Regions from separate parts of the Mus musculus genome. Here regions 2 and 3 are each linked to region 1. A link is a contact called in public HiCAR-type and HiChIP or PLAC-seq data. All regions are on one chromosome and are shown on one strand. The core of a region is the stretch at or near the end of the contact, and the rest is flanking DNA. Distances in the headings are between cores, read along the strand shown.

The links. HiCAR-type assays count read pairs that join an accessible place to other places. HiChIP or PLAC-seq counts read pairs in DNA pulled down with a chosen protein or histone mark.
Region 2: a contact with region 1 is called in a HiCAR-type map of Th17 cells, with 2.8 times the contacts expected there. The contact joins two enhancer-like sites. A contact is called at or near these places in 1 of 15 datasets of contacts at CTCF or cohesin (the NIH/3T3 cell line) and 2 of 115 datasets of contacts at active chromatin or transcription factors (Th17 cells and astrocytes).
Region 3: a contact with region 1 is called in a BATF HiChIP or PLAC-seq map of CD8 T cells, with 6 read pairs. The contact joins two enhancer-like sites. A contact is called at or near these places in 1 of 484 Hi-C or Micro-C datasets (bone marrow-derived macrophages) and 1 of 115 datasets of contacts at active chromatin or transcription factors (CD8 T cells).

The regions. Positions count from the first base shown.
Region 1 is chr13:36,812,658-36,815,388 of GRCm38.p6, forward strand. No RefSeq gene overlaps it. Among named protein-coding and RNA genes, the nearest start is that of Gm30489, 10 kb to the right of the region's middle. Within about 2 kb of position 1,449, at least 11 of the 459 cell types and tissues checked have an H3K27ac peak or open chromatin away from gene starts, as enhancers often do. A contact at or near this core is called in CD8 T cells and Th17 cells, where this site is marked.
Region 2 is chr13:36,286,395-36,289,310 of GRCm38.p6, forward strand. All of the region lies in intron 4 of Fars2 (phenylalanine-tRNA synthetase 2 (mitochondrial)), which reads left to right. Among named protein-coding and RNA genes, the nearest start is that of Gm40912, 80 kb to the left of the region's middle. Within about 2 kb of position 1,552, at least 7 of the 459 cell types and tissues checked have an H3K27ac peak or open chromatin away from gene starts, as enhancers often do. A contact at or near this core is called in Th17 cells, where this site is marked.
Region 3 is chr13:37,401,069-37,404,145 of GRCm38.p6, forward strand. All of the region lies in intron 3 of Ly86 (lymphocyte antigen 86), which reads left to right. Among named protein-coding and RNA genes, the nearest start is that of Gm4035, 33 kb to the right of the region's middle. Within about 2 kb of position 1,568, at least 22 of the 459 cell types and tissues checked have an H3K27ac peak or open chromatin away from gene starts, as enhancers often do. A contact at or near this core is called in CD8 T cells, where this site is marked.

The DNA.
Region 1 (2,731 bases), core at 199-2,698:
ACACCAGAAACTAGCATATAAAAGGGATACCTGAGCGCCCACTTTAATTGTGCTATTACTGGCAATGTCTAAGATACAGCGTAGATGACTGTATAAAGAAGACACAACAACAACTACAGCAACAACAACAACACACACGAGTATTATCAGCTCTAAATAAGAATAAATAATGCCCTTTTAGCGACATGAAAGGAAGTGGAGAACTTTATATGAAGTGAAATAAATAAGATTCCAAAAGACAACCACAGTATGCTTTCTCTCATATGTGGAAGTTAACAGGATCCCCAGTGGAGGAGTTAGAGAAAGTGCCCAAGGAGGTGAAGGGGTCTGCAACCCTATAGGAGGAACAACAATATGAACTAACCAGTACCCCCCAGAGCTCATGTCTCTAGCTGCATATGTAGCAGAAGATGGCCTAGTCAGCCATCATCGGGAGGAGAGGCCCCTTGGTCTTGCAAACTTTATATGACCCAGTACAGGGGAACGCCAGGGCCAAGAAGTGGGAGTGGGTGGGTAGGGGAGCTGGGCAGGGGGAGAGTACAGAGAACTTTCAAGATAGCATTTGAAATGTAAATAAAGAAAATATCTAATAATAATAATAATAATAAAAAGACTGGACGCATACCAGTGATTATCAGGCATCAGCAAGGGTGGAAGGGAGGATGTTTGGAGAAAGTGATAGAAAAGGGGAGGTCTGATTTGATCACTGCAATGTTGTATGCATATGCAAAATATTATACTACACTCCATTAATTTGCACAGTTAGTACTTATTAACAATGATAGTAAAAAAGAGGGAGTTGAAGGCAGGGAGAATAGGTAGGATACTACTCTCTGCATTGGTACAAATGTTAGCTTGATGACAGAAGGTTTTGAGCAAAGAAAAAGGAGGAATGAATGAGGAAGATATTATCCAGAAAGATCAACAATTTCATCTGGCTAAACAGATGCTTGAGGAAAGAGTGAAGCAAGCTAGAGATCATTCCGAAGCTCCAGTGTGTGTAATGCCACCAGGCAAAAATGGACATTCCAGCATGTAACAGGTTTGAGGGGAAAATGGAATTCAATTACACAACAGTTGGATCTGAGATGATAGATAGAAAATTGTGTCAATTGGGATTCTTATTTGGAAGAAAATCAAGCTTTGAAGTGGAAGGTGGAGTCACTTGGGAGTTTGGAGGCGATCTGAAGAGCCAGGCTCAACTTCCCACCCTGAGAGAAGCTCTGGGTCATGAGTTTACCCTGGCTGCCTCTGAGGCTTGGACCCTGCAGTATGCACACACCAGACCTCCTGGCACTTGAGACCCCTTTTGCAGTCACTGTCATTGAATGACAAGCTTGAGAGCCTTGCTTCCTTAGAAGGACTAAGGACTTCTGAAACAAGGGACAGGGCCACCCACCCCAGAGGAGCATAGACCACATTGTCACATCTTGTTGCAAGGGCAGCTGAGAAAATGAGCAGAGCAGTCTTTCCTACCTGTGGTTTTGGTTGCTGCAGTTTCTGTCAACCATGGTCTGAGAATGGAATAGAAAGTTTCAGAAACAAAGATTCATACTTCTTGCTTGTCACCCTGAGCACAAATTGCTCATCTCTGAGCCTCCAGGAAAGTGAATACACCCTTTGTCACTGGGCCCATGATGGAGAGAGGGCATGGGGGGAGGAAGTCATTTACATGACTTTTATTACAATATATTGTTACAATAGCTCTATGATTGCTGTTATTACTCTTACTATGCCTAATTTTATAAATTAAATTTGATTATAATCTTAATAGAGTATAAAACAGTGTATAGGACTTAGAACTTTGTGTGACTCAGAGTACACTGTGACATCTTCACTGAGAATGGGGGGGGGGCTTTTAAAATATATTGGAGTAGGATGTGGGTGCTGTCTCCACCAAAACTCATTAGTTTTCAGAAGTCCCCTAACATGAGAAAAAGGATAAAATTTCAGGTAGACAAAAAGATTGATCATGTACTCAGTAGAGTTTAGCAGTTTGGAAGGGAACACAGACTAGAGTCTGGGATTGGTATACTCACTCTTGAAGGGAATTCTTTTCAACTAGAGGGTGTAGTACAGGGGTGTAGATGCTGAAGATGGAAATTTAGAGACAATGGAACTTATGAGGCCGAAGGAGTCAAGGATGAGACAACAGATAAGTTCTTAAGATATTTTCCATGGAGTGGAGAGAGTCCTAAGCCTGGGGAAACATTAGTCTTTTGATTCAGAGCTCAAGGTTGGCCATTTTTTTCCATTCAAAAAAGTCACTGGGTAAGTTGTGGGTTGATTTTGAGGAAGCAATTGTGGGAGGCATGATGAAACCATTTCTAAGCATGACAGAGAATACTCACTGTACAATTGGAAATGATTTTTACTCGTGTTGTAAAATTACTCACCTGCTCTATTTACTGGCCCCTTAAGGAGAGTCTAGTTGTGGAGTATAGTTTAGCAATTGACTTTATGCGTTTCCCTGAATACTCAATGTCTTCCAGCTAGGTCCTTCTGCACATTGAGTGATAGTTGTTATCAATATTTGAAATCTCTGGCTAAGTAGAGACATTCTGTACACTGGCTTCTGCAGACACCTGCTGAGCAGGGAATCACAGGATCACAGCATTGTTGGAGATGCGTTTACAGTGAAATACATGAAGGGGGGCAGGTACATGGAGTTCTTTGGAGTCCACAGAGCCTGGTTTTTCTGTATTCCTTCTTAGTCAGAAAAATTCATTTT
Region 2 (2,916 bases), core at 302-2,801, 530 kb before region 1:
TAATAAAAATTTAATTGATGTATGTATGTCTAAATAAATGAATGAAGAGAATTGGGGAGGTGAATAGAATCTTTTATAAAATGCCATGCAGGTCCACCGCAGATGGATGGTGAAGAGCAGCTGCAGGTGCAGAGAAGTTATGACGAAGCAGTGAGAACATACTCACTGGAGTTGGCAGATGCATGAGTGAAAGGCTGAGCAAAAGGGATGTCCTCAGCCAGAGCAGGGACTGTCACCAAGAGTGTTAGAGAGGAATGGGGGATGCAGGAAGAAGAGCATCTGCTTCCTGAAGAAGAAAGTACAATTTCAAAATGTAGAATATTAAGTGTCACTTAGTATTATCAGTGTAGAGAGCTAGATCTTTGCATTAAATCTTTAGGGTTTGCTGAAAATATAGGAGTGAAGACACCAGGAAAAAAAAAAAAGCCCTTCATTATAATTAGGGCTGGCAACCAGTGTTCTGATGCTTATGTCTGACGATATTGCATATGAACCATGTCCAGGACAGTTCGTATATCTAAACCTTGATAGTATATGCCTTCCCAATACTTAGTATATGATTTCATAATTAAAATAAGCAATTGAGGTTGAGGCAGGTGGCACAGATCTGTAATCCTAACTACTTGGAGAATGGAGGCAGGAGAATTGTAAACCTAGTGTCTGCCTGGACTACAGGGTTGTTCAAGTTATGTTGTGCAATTTAGTACAACCTGTGCAAAATAAAGCAGTAGGTGACCTGGGGACATAGCTCAGTGGCAGAGAGCTTATATACCATCCAGAAGGCCCAGTGTTCAATCTACAGTACTAGAAACAAGTGAAACATAGAGGCCTCTCTGGACTTGGTTTTCACAAGGACTGCCATTCCTGAGAATATGTCCCAGGAACCAGTTTTTGAGCTTCTGACTTGACCAGATTCAGACACCCACTATACCAGCACCCATTTCATTCCCTTCCTGGTACTCCTCACTTGACTGAAACGTGACTTACTTGCATGATCAATGAAAATATATCACTTGTCTTGTTGTAGCATCTTCAAGACATAAAGTAAAGTGATTAGGAATATGGGCTCCTAAGTCAGCATGCCAGAGTTTCAACTCTTTCAGGAGGGTGACCTTGATAATATTAATTAACCTAAGTTTCCATTTACTAAATATTGCAATTAATTTTTATTGTATTTAATTTTAGTTGGTATTTTTAAGGTTTAAATGAATAAGTTAATTCAAATACTTAGACTGTGATTAACACATGAAAAGTTCCATATCGATGGTGACCTGGCACAGGAGAGCTTTCAGACATTGGACCCCAAAGACTGTGTGTACAACAGGGCATTCTGATAATTTCATCACCTACTCCTGTGGTCGGACATTGCTTAGCCTGTCTAGGTAGACTTCTAGAGTGTTAGGCTCAGAAAGAACTTTCTAGATGAATATAACATTTTACTGGGACTTTTATGGACTTTTGTTTCACTGATAAAAGCCTGACAGCTCAGTTGGAGAATGAGCAATGACATTTCCCTTCCTGTGTAGGGTGGTTAGACACAAAGGTTATGAGTCCTTAAGAACTGGGGCTGGGTAAGTGGTTTAGAAGTAGACCACTCACATAGAGTGCACAAGCTGCTCGGTTCATGCCTGAGTACTGCCCCTGTTCCTTCTAAGAGAGAACACTAAATCTTTAAGTAGTGGCAAACGCAGGAGTCAAATCCGAGTGCTCTGTCTCCTAGCCCCTAGTTGGAGGTGGCTATCTTATACGCCTTGCTTGTGCTCTCAGTGCTCTGCCCAGACCCAGGTGAGAAACCAATGCTTGCACCGCCATGCTGCTCTCAGGCTGACTGAGCAGCTCATCTTGCAACCAGCCCTCTGCCATGAAAATGGTTCTGCTTGGAGGTAACATAGCGCATGCAGGGAGCTTGTACTACTTACCTCACTGTTGATGTCATTGTGAGCCGTCTTAGTATGAGTAGTGTGAGGGACCAAGCACCAGCTTGTTCATTTCTGTTTGAAGACTGTGGTGTGCCTTCCTGGAATTACCCCCTTTCCCCTCTGAGCCCAGTTGAGGGTGCTAAGGTCTATGGGTAAGACAGGAGTCCATATATACTTTAAGGCAAACGTATTAGAGGATTCCTATGTTTTTTTTAAACTGTAAAAACCTTCAAGTCATAGCTTTTAGCATCCATTGGTACTGTTTGAAATTACTAAAGCACTTGTATGAAATTTCATACAGTAGAATTATATCTTTGGTGAACCTCTTTTAGTTTGCCTCCTGGCTAGGATGCATCATCATGCACAGCCCTGAGTCAGGTGAAAGGCATGGACATTTGGATTGATTTTTCTTCTGGATGCAAGTCTTTCCTTTATTCCATTGTTTGAGGACCCTCACTGGGCCTAGACCTACATAGCATGTTGTCTGGACTGTGCTAGGTTTGCCTTCCCCTTTCTTGCTGTCATAGTTATTTATTTTTTTTATTTGTTCTATTAAAAACCTGTTGGACCTTATTCCAAATCCCACCACGAGTGAGGATACGGTATGACCTAGAATATTTGAGGAGTCTGGAGCCAGAAGTGAGTTCCACTTCCTTCTGTGTCCTAATATTAGGCCAGGTGCAGAGGTTTGTTTTTTGTTGTTTTGTTGTTTGTTTTTTTCTTTTTCTCAAGAGTATCTGCAGGGTTTTTTCTCAAGTATATCTGCAGATATTCATCTTTCTTTGGCTTTCAGCAGGATAAAGTAGTTTATAATACATAGTTGTTTATGTTTTAAATTCTATCACTATTTGTCAGTTCTTACTTGTGATGATATATCAATAGATATTATAGCCTCTTATAAAGAATATGCATACAACTCAGTTGCCGACACCCTCCGCATGGACTTAGTTTGGGTAAATATATATATATATATATGCAGGGAGCTTGTACTACTTAC
Region 3 (3,077 bases), core at 318-2,817, 590 kb after region 1:
TGCCACTTCATAACATGAAGGAGGAGCAAGTGGAGCAGGTGAAGGGTACTGCTCTGCTTTATTTTTTATTTATTTTATTGTATTTTATTCGTTTTTTCGAGACAGGGTTTCTCTGTATAGCCTTGGCTGTCCTGGAACTCACTTTGTAGTCCCAACCTGGCCTCGAACTCAGAAATCCGCCTTCCTCTGCCTCCCAAGAGCTGGGGTTAAAGGCATGCGTCACCACCGTCCGTCCGGCAACCACTCTGCTTTAACTGGAAACCTGCTCTCCTGCTTACCAGTGCAGTGGAGCCAGTGCACCAATCCCTCGATGAGGGTGTGACCCAGATGCATCTTGAAGATCCCACTCCCTCTTGACACCCTGGCATCACACGACTCTGAGTGCAGTCAAATTTTTCAAGCCATAGCAGGCACCATCCACCAGGAAGTATTCTACCTTTGGGATCCTCCCTGAGAAAAACGGGGCTCAGAAGCCTAACACTAAGCTAGAATGGGGCACGGTTGGGAAAGGGACCCAGGGAGGAGGAGAAGCTAGCCATCACTGTATTGTGGATCTGATCACCACTTTGGGGGGCTTAGGGGAACTGAGGTAGGTCTTTCAGAACTGTGCTTCTCAAGGTCAGGAGGATCCTAGGTAAAGAGCATCCTCTGGAGTTGTACACCATTGATTTCCTGGTTTCTCTCCATGTCATCTCTAAAGCAGAGTCCTGTGCCCAGGTGGCAATCCCTTGACCTGCGATGACAGCAGAGCCCTCTGCAGCCTCTGGATTTCTATGTCTCCCATCCCTCACCAAACACTCTCTGCAAGCATGTGGCAGGGCCCTGCAGCCCGTCTGGACTTGCAGCAGATGTGCAGCGGAACTTCCTGGGTTCCCTGGCCTCGAGGCCCGTGTGCTGCACAGACTTGTATGCAGGTGAAATATCCATATAGGCAGAATAAAAAAGGAAAGTTCTCAAAAGCGAAACAAAACAACTCAGGAACTCTAGAAGACAATGGTAAAAATGGCCCAGATACAGGCATGGCCTTGGTCTAATCCCTAGTATGCACACATGTGCAAATGTATACAAGTATACACACACACACACACACACACACACACACACACACACACGCCCAAGGGGGGGGAGGAAGGGAGGGAAGGGGAGGGAAAGTAAAGGGAAGAAAGGAAAACAAGAGAGAGGAAAAAGAGAAAAGGGAGGCAAGGAAGGGGAGAGAGGGAAGGGGGGAGGAGAGGAGAGGAGAAGGGAGGGGAGGGGAGGGGAGGGGAGGAGAGGAGAGGAGAGGAGAGGAGAGGAGAGGAGAGGAGAGGAGAGGAGAGGAGAGGAGAGGAGAGGAGAGGAGAGGAGAGGAGAGGAATGGAGAGGAGAGGAGAGGAGAGGAGAGGAGAGGAGAGGAGAGGAGAGGAGAGGAGAGGAGAGGAGAGGAGAGGAGAGGAGAGGAGAGGAGAGGAGAGGAGAGGAGAGGAGAGGAGAACCTGTCATGCTACATGAAGAGCTGTGCTGGAGAAGCCGTGCTCAGCCTTTGTCTAGATTTGGCTCAGGAAATCCCCAGAGGTAGAGAAAAGAAACTGTCTTTTATTCACAGCTCGCTAGAGTGAAGTAAACCACTCCCTGCCTCTCCCTCCAGAGACAGGCAGTATGCTCCACTAACCTTCGCCTCTCCCTTGATTTCCCTAGCTTCTCACTTGAGGTTTTGTTGGGCTCCATCTCACAGTGCTCTTGCAGAACACAGGCTGTGTCTCCCAGATTCACAGGCCTTCTCTGCATGCAGAGAGTTCTGGGGGATTATGGTTCTGAAGGCATCTCCATTTTATTTTCTCCATAGTTGTACTATGCTCCCACCAAGAGTGTATAAGCATTCTATTTTCTTCAAAAAGAGTAGCCAAGTAGACAAGAAGTAGAAACGGTTCTAAAGGTGAATGAAGCCATTAATGATAGAACTACACAGCAGATTGTATTCTACCTTAAAGAAGGAAAACTCATCATTTTTAACAGCATGGTTAAAACCAGAGGACAGTGTGCTAATCGTAATAAGCCAGAGAGAGGATTGATGCGGACTGGTTTCCTTTACATATGTAAAATAAAAGTAAAAAAAAAAAATTCAAACTCATCAACTCAGAACTCAGAGAGGAGAGATTTGTTACCAGCCAGGACCCAAGAAGTGAAGGATGACCTTGGTCCAAGGATACTATACTAAAGTTAAAGTTAATTTTTCTCACTGCTGTGATCAAAAATCTAACACAAGGAACCTAAAGGAGGAAGGATTTCTTTTGGTTCACTATCCATGAGATACAGCTTATCACAGCATGGAAGGAGGGGTGTGGCCACATTACATCCACAGCCTCAAAGCAGTCCAAGGTGCACGCTGGAGCTCTGCCCTCTTTTCCCTTCATTTTTCAGTCTGAGATTCCAGACCATAGAATAGCTCAGTGGCTACCTCGGTTGGCTCAGTGTAAAAACCTCCTCACAGATGTGCCCGAAGGACACTCCCCTAGTAAGTTCTCCACCCTATCAAGCTGACAGCATTATCCTTCACAGACACAGACTTTCAGCCGTGAGATGGACCAGTTTTTGAGATCTGACACACAGTGTGAAAACTACACCTCACAATCCTATCTTATTCACTGGAAATTTGCTGACAGGATGGACCTTAATTGTTCTTTATTAGGAGAAATAACACTAGGAGTGTGTGGTTATGTCGGGTAGCTTTAAATGCCTTAGACAGACACTTAGTCAATATAGCTTGGGAGAACCATTTTGCCCTACTGGCCCAGCAGGAAGGAAATGACTTCAAAATGTCACCAGTTGTTGGAGGTAACAGACCAGCACTGATACCCACAAGCTGACTCATATGTCACCTACATCCATATTTGCATCTTTAAGAATCTCCACACAGATAAAGCTAGGTCCTTGACTATATCACAGGAAAGAGTCAGAGTAAATGAAAGTGAGTACGTTTATTTTTTTTATTTTTTTTTTATTTTTTAAATATACTTTTTATTAGGTATTTATTTCCTTTACATTTCCAATGCTATCCCAAAAGTCCTCCACACCTTCTCCCAACAACTTCTCCACCC